Linked DNA regions of Sus scrofa: region 2 is linked to region 1. The links are chromatin contacts, called in public Hi-C maps. All regions are on one chromosome and are shown on one strand. Each heading gives the region's core, a stretch centred on a gene start, on an enhancer-like site or on the middle of the called end of the contact. The rest is flanking DNA. Distances are from core to core; before and after follow the strand shown. Region 1 holds the start of LOC106507571. Region 2 overlaps LOC102162742 (a long non-coding RNA gene).

What was found. A called contact is a pair of places that touch in the nucleus more often than the background predicts.
Region 2: a Hi-C map of omental adipose tissue shows a contact between it and region 1, with 2.0 times the contacts expected there. The contact joins the enhancer-like site here to the promoter of LOC106507571 in region 1. A contact is called at or near these places in 9 of 47 Hi-C or Micro-C datasets (embryonic fibroblasts, fetal heart ventricle, fetal skeletal muscle and 4 more).

What each region holds. Positions count from the first base shown.
Region 1 is chr6:25,933,404-25,936,373 of Sscrofa11.1, reverse strand. It overlaps LOC106507571, which reads right to left and starts at 1,532. Exons shown (of 8, transcript XM_021097535.1): 1 at 1,509-1,532; 2 at 1,090-1,324. The coding sequence starts at 1,532. It also overlaps a transcript of CDH11 not described here.
Region 2 is chr6:26,571,078-26,574,224 of Sscrofa11.1, reverse strand. The region is part of intron 7 of LOC102162742 (a long non-coding RNA gene); the gene reads left to right. Among named protein-coding and RNA genes, the nearest start is that of CDH5, 540 kb to the left of the region's middle. Within about 2 kb of position 1,449, at least 1 of the 83 cell types and tissues checked has an H3K27ac peak or open chromatin away from gene starts, as enhancers often do. A contact at or near this core is called in omental adipose tissue, where this site is marked.

The sequences.
Region 1 (2,970 bases), core at 283-2,782:
GGCCATAATGACTAATGCAGCTATGGAGAGTCAGGTGCATGTGTTTATGCATAAGTTTGTGCATAAGCTGCCAGTTGTCTTGGATACACTCCCAGGCATAAAACTGTTGGGTTACACAAAGGATTATTGACTGCTGCAATACACTGGGCTCAATCTGACTCAAGGTGAGCAACGTCAGTGGCAATCTACCAAGCAATTTTTAACATTTAAAAAATTTGCTGATTCTATCATTCATGAAAAAGACAGTCTTAAAGAAAAAACAAAACCACCACCACTGCCACCACCATCACCAAACAACTGCTGTCACTGAACCAAAACAAAGGACACATTACAAATAATGTCAGGTTACATGTGACCAGGCTCATTCTTGGACGTTCCTCCAAAATGGAGTTAATGAAACTTCTCACTCATCAATCAACCCCTTAATCATCAATGAATCCCAGGTATCTCCGTATAGGTGCAATTAGACTGAAGGGCCCTTCACCTTCCCTTCCTGTTTACACTTTCACTTAGGTGGAAAGCATGAGAAAATTCAGACAGCCATTACTAGACAAACGGGAGCAAAATCCAAGTGTCTCTGAGGGAGAGTGGGACCCTCGTCCTCTCTCTCCTGTGTATCTTCATTTATAAGCGGAATCATGGAAGTCAAAGCACCCCATCACCATGCTCTGCTCCTTGAGAGTGTGGGGGACCTTGGCAATGGCCTAGGACATATTCAAAGTTTTAGGGCTTACAGCAGACAGAAGTGGCAGATAAATATATACAGGAGCAGAGAGGTTGAGAGGAAGCAAACAGTGTGTGGAAGGGTCTCCCCCAGGGTCAGGGACCAACCTGAGAAGAGGCAGGCACCGTGTCCCACTCATCCGGCTCTCTGGGAAAGCGCTTAGCCTCGTGGGCCTAGGGAGTGCCTATCAAAGCACCCACAAGTTTGCGGCCAGGGTGGGAGTACCTAAGGCCCAGAGGCTTGTCTCCTTCTGACCTTTGGGAGGTAAGGGGATGGAGGAGGGGCGGGCGCACAGAGGCACAAGGGAACCAACAACAGGAAACTCAGCGCCCCCACATTCAGCAGTTTAAAAACCACGGCCTCACCGGGTGCTAAAGACGCGGAGGTAGCAGCAACCTCCGACTCAGGGATCCCGGAGCGTCTGGAATCACGAGGGCTCGCGGGGGTGGGGGCGTGGTGCCTGGATGGCCCCGCCCCGCCCGCCGCCCCTGCGCGCAGCCTGGCGCTGCGTGAGAACCCGAGGGCTCTGTGTCTCGCGGACCCATGCGCCAGCGGCTTGGAGACCAAGGGCAGGCTTTGGCTACCAGCACTCTCCCCCCACTACCCGGTTTCCTTTCCCATTTGCCCGCTGAGGCTTTTTCTTCCTTCTTCGTTCTTTTAACGTTAACTCCTCCGTCCCTCTTCTCCCCTCTCGCTCCCCTCTCCCTCCGCATCCTCTTCCCTTTCTGCCCGGGCCGTCACTCCTTTTCCGTCCTCGTCTCCGTCCGTCCTGGCATTTCTTTACCCCGTTATGCATTTGCTTGTTCATCGTGCCTCCACTTCTGCTTTTTTCGCCATCTCCCACCCGAAAAACTTGTTCCAGCTAGGGGTTCCCACCAGGCCACAGTTGCTCCCCTCTACCCTAGGGACGGCGGTGTTTGCGGGTTCCAACTCCGCTCCCCGAAGCACGAGCGCCCCGCCCAGTCCCTGGCGTGATTCTGAAGCCCTGTCCCCGCCAGCCTTTTCTCCCATCTACTCCGCGTGGGCAGGAAGCAGGCCCGGGACCCCTTTCTCCGTCGGGTCTTCCTCCTGGGATGCAGGGGAAGACCCAGGGAGGATTTGGGCACTGCCCCCCCCCCACCAGGCCCAGTCTCCCGCAGAACCGCACTCTCCACGGAGCGGGTCGGGCAGCCAGTGAAGCGAAGGGGCGGGAGGCAACAAGTGTCGATACGTGCGGCCGGAGGGGCGGCGGCGGGGGGGTGCTGTACCTGCTTGAAGCTGGAGTCAAGGGTGGGGTGGCGGGCGCCAGGCTGACCCTGGCTAAGCACTCCAGGCACCCCCTTCCTTACAAGTGGCATTGGGGATGGAGGGGGAGGGAAAGCTGGGAGAGAATGGAGACGTGGCTCTTCCGAAGTCCGAAGTCTCCCTCCCTCAGGTTTCCCCACCCGCACCCCAAGCTGAGTTTGCTAGGGATGGGTAGAGGGGGCAGGGCAGAAGCTGACGACGTGGAGAGATCTCTGGAAGGTGGGGTGAGGAAGAGCAATTCCCATTTGCCTCCCCCACTTGAGCGATGCTTCCCCCCTACCCACCACCCAGGCCTCCTGGGCAAGGGCCCAGCCTGACCAGCTGGAGCGGATTTGGGCGAAGGAGGAAAAAGGGGCTCCCGAGCCCTCCCCAGCTTCCCTCTGCCGCCCTCCTTGATTGGTTGTGCGTCTCTTGAGCCCAACTTCAGTCGCTCTAGACTCCGTCTGAAACCCAGGGGAGCCAGAGTTCGGCGACCCAGGGCGGGAGGAGGTGGCCACGAATCCCGGGGTTTGCATCCCAGGGGTCCCTGGAGGGAGGGGCGCGGACGGGCCAGCCCCCGCAGACTCCGCGAGGCCCAGCTAGCCGCGTCTCGCGGCCTCGGCTCCTCTCCGCCCCCCGCCCTTTCATTCCCTCCCAGCGGCGGCCTCCCTCCTCCTCCCCCAGCCCCCCCCCACCGCCCGCCACCTCCCCCCGGTTTCTCATTCCTGCCACTAGCGCGCTCGGCGGCTCATTCCGCGGCCGCCGCCAGCCGAGGGGAGCGTCGCGAGCAGATGCCGCGGGGGCAGCTCGCAGCCGCCGCCGACTTGTGAATGGGACCCGGACTGGGGCCGGGGCTGACACCACTGCGCTCGCCCTGCGCCAGGGACCGACGGCCCGCAGCTCGCGCCCAACCTCCAGGGCCCCAGGTGAGGCGCGCCGCCAGTGCCTTCTCTCGCCTCGATAGGGCTTCGGGGGCGGTGGGG
Region 2 (3,147 bases), core at 200-2,699, 640 kb before region 1:
GTTTGCTTTCAGAGGCTCCAAGGGCTGGAGCTTGGCAGCTATCAATTTCTTCCTGAATTAGCACAGAGCAGTGACTTCTGGAAGTCATCAACTCTGAAAGCAACTGGCACAGGGCCCCCTGAGCGCAGCCCAGCCCAAAGGCAGGAGCTCGCTTTGAACTGGTATTTATGGGGATCCCGTCATGTGCCAACCTCAAAGTTGGGCATATCCACTGCCTTCACCTCTTCATAGCAGCCACCAGAACTGGAGGTCATCGATGTCCTGGCTTGTGAGCCAAGCATCAATCTTTGTTTTCCATTTTTAAATGTTCACATGGAAGTTCTAAAAGGCTGTGCAAAACAAGGGTCTCAGGTTTTTGAGAGATGGAGGTAGGGGGTTGGGGAAGGCTTTGAATTTTTACTTAACATCCTAAACATACTAGTCATAAATTTAAGAAGTAATTTAAGAATTAATGTTTCCAAATATATATGAAAATAAGGAAGAAAAATATACCACCTGTTAGATATGGTTAACATTTCCCTTTTCATTCAAGTAAATTAAGGCCCAAACATACCCAAGTTCATATAGGTAAAAGATGAGCCAGGATTTGGCTCAGATTTGGAAGTGGTTTCTGCCCTCCTCGGGTTTCTAAAAGTGTTTTCCACATAGCCCTTGGTCCTAGGAGAGTTCTCTAGAGAGAATAACAGGCTCCATGCTCAGAGGAGCATGGAATATGGTGGGTTCCATGTCTTATAATTGATGGTTTGTGGTCAATGTGCTTGCAGTGGGTATTTGCTTACTAAAGGCTCTGAGAAGTCCTGCAAACCTCTATGAACATAGAACCCTCACTCCCCAGTGAAGGCACTCATAGACTCTAAGTAAATCTCATAAGTCAGGCAAATACGCCCTGAAGGAGCCTGCAATTTGGCTTTTCTCTGGGGGCATCAACAATGATTCTAGAGGAACATAGACAATATACATGGTGGGTGCCGTGTCAGGGCCTCTTGTACTAAGGCTCTAAATAAAGCTTCATAGTGAGGAGAGTGGGACAGGGGGTTGGGGAAAGGATCCTTTGAGAAAGGATCTTTGGAATCACCTCCTGAGAGGGCAGACCTGGCAGAAGGCAGGGGTCAAGGCTCTTCTCAGGTAGGGCTTTAAGGTCTGGTTGTAAATGGCCAGCAGCATCCTCAGCAGTTCTTAGAGCTGCAGGTCTCTCGTCCCTCTGCCTTACATTTTCATGAGCAGACATAGGGGTCTGATTTGTGGGTGGGGATGGGAGAGGGTGAAGCTAGGCCAGGACACAGAGACACAGCACTTACTGGGAACCGTATTTTCTATGTTCTCCTGGATCAATCTTGCAGCCGGTGGAAAGGGTCAAGTTCCTGCCTTGACTCCAGGCCCTGGTGCCCTGACTTGAGGCTGCAGTTCTGGGTCATGCCCAGCCTGCAGGTGTATGCCTCCTAGTCCTCGCCAGCAGGTCCTGCTTGGAACTGCAGATGCAGCAATTGTCATCCACAGATGTGAGATGTGCATTTGCTGGCTGGTTAAAAACCCCTGGGTAAGGCTGTCCTCACTGACAGTCCTTCCATTAGGTCAGTTCAAGCAAGGCCCCTTTCCATCACCCACACTCCAGACTGATATGCATTTGCCTAACTCATGGTAACCCTTTGGGTGAAAACAGCATCTTAAGTTGCTTCCATTTTTGCCTCCTGATTACCACTGATAGCAAAGACCCTTCGATGTGCCTTGTCGGGTTTATTCTTCTGTTCCTGGGAATTGCCAGTTCAAATCCTTAAGTCATTTTCTGTTGGCTTGTTTATTTAGTCTTTTACCTATAGATTTATAGACATTTTTATATGCTCTTGTCTTTTTCTCATCATGAATATTTCTTGTTACATATTTTGAAAATGTCTCTTATCTAGCTTTGTCATCCAGTGTTTTGTTGGTTCCCATACAGCACTTGTGTTTAGAAAGCCTGACTTACCTCCATGTTAGATATTTCTCTGTGTTTCCTTCTAATTATTTGACGTTTTTACTTCTTTGATATTTGATGCTTTAATAATTCAGGAAGCTATTTTTGTGACTGATATTAGGTAAAGAGCTACGTAGGAGTCTACCTAGGTATTTATGTCGCATGAATAGCCACTTGTTTTCACACCATTTATTGAACTGTCCAACATTTCTCAACTGGTTTGAACTGTTTCCTTTGTCATAGAGAATGTTTCTATATGTGTGTGCTTTTAGATACATATGCGTGGGTGTGTATTACACATGCCCAAATCAGTATTAGCCTATTTGCATTCTTGACACTCATGATTATAATGGAAATACGGGGGAAGGGTAGCAGAGGTATTAAGGTCCTTGCATCGATACCAGCAATGTAACAGATCTCTCTTAGTCTATATTGCTTAGCACATGTTTAGCAAGTGCATATCTTGTGGTCCACATAAAGAATTATGTTTCCAGGGGTCCTTACCTTCTGAGAACTCTCTTGTCCTCATGGTGAGTGGGCTGGCAGTGGACATGTTTTCAAGGCTGAAAGATTTGTAAATAATTAAATTTAGCATCTGAAATCCTGGATTGGATCCTGGAATAGAAAAAGACATTAGGAAAAACGATTGCTGTCCAGATGAAGCCTATAGTTTAGTTAATAGTATTGCACCAAGGTTAAGTTCTTAGTGTTGACAATTATGACGATTATAGAACATGTCGACTTTAGCGAAGCTGGATGAAGGGCATATTGGAACTCCCCCATTACCTTTGCAACTTTTCAATAAATCTAAAATTATGCAAGGGAGTTCCCTTCATGGCTCAGTGGAAACACATCTGACTAGCACCCATGAGGATGCAGCTTCGATTCCTGGCCTCGCGTGGTGGGTTAAGGATCTGGCATTGCCATGAGCTGTGGTGTAGGTCCAGACTCAGCTCGGATCCCGTGTTGCTGTGGAAGCTCTAATTCAATCCCTAGCCTGGGAACTTCCATATGGCGTGGGTGCAAGCCTAAATAAATAAATAAATAAATAAATAAATAAACAACGCAATAAAATAAAATTAGGCAAGGATGAAAGTTTTACTTAAACATTTTTAAAATTAGCATGCAAAGTTGATGAGACACTTGGAGATGTATTCATGATGTCCTCGTGGGGAATTCAGTGAATTTGTCTCAGA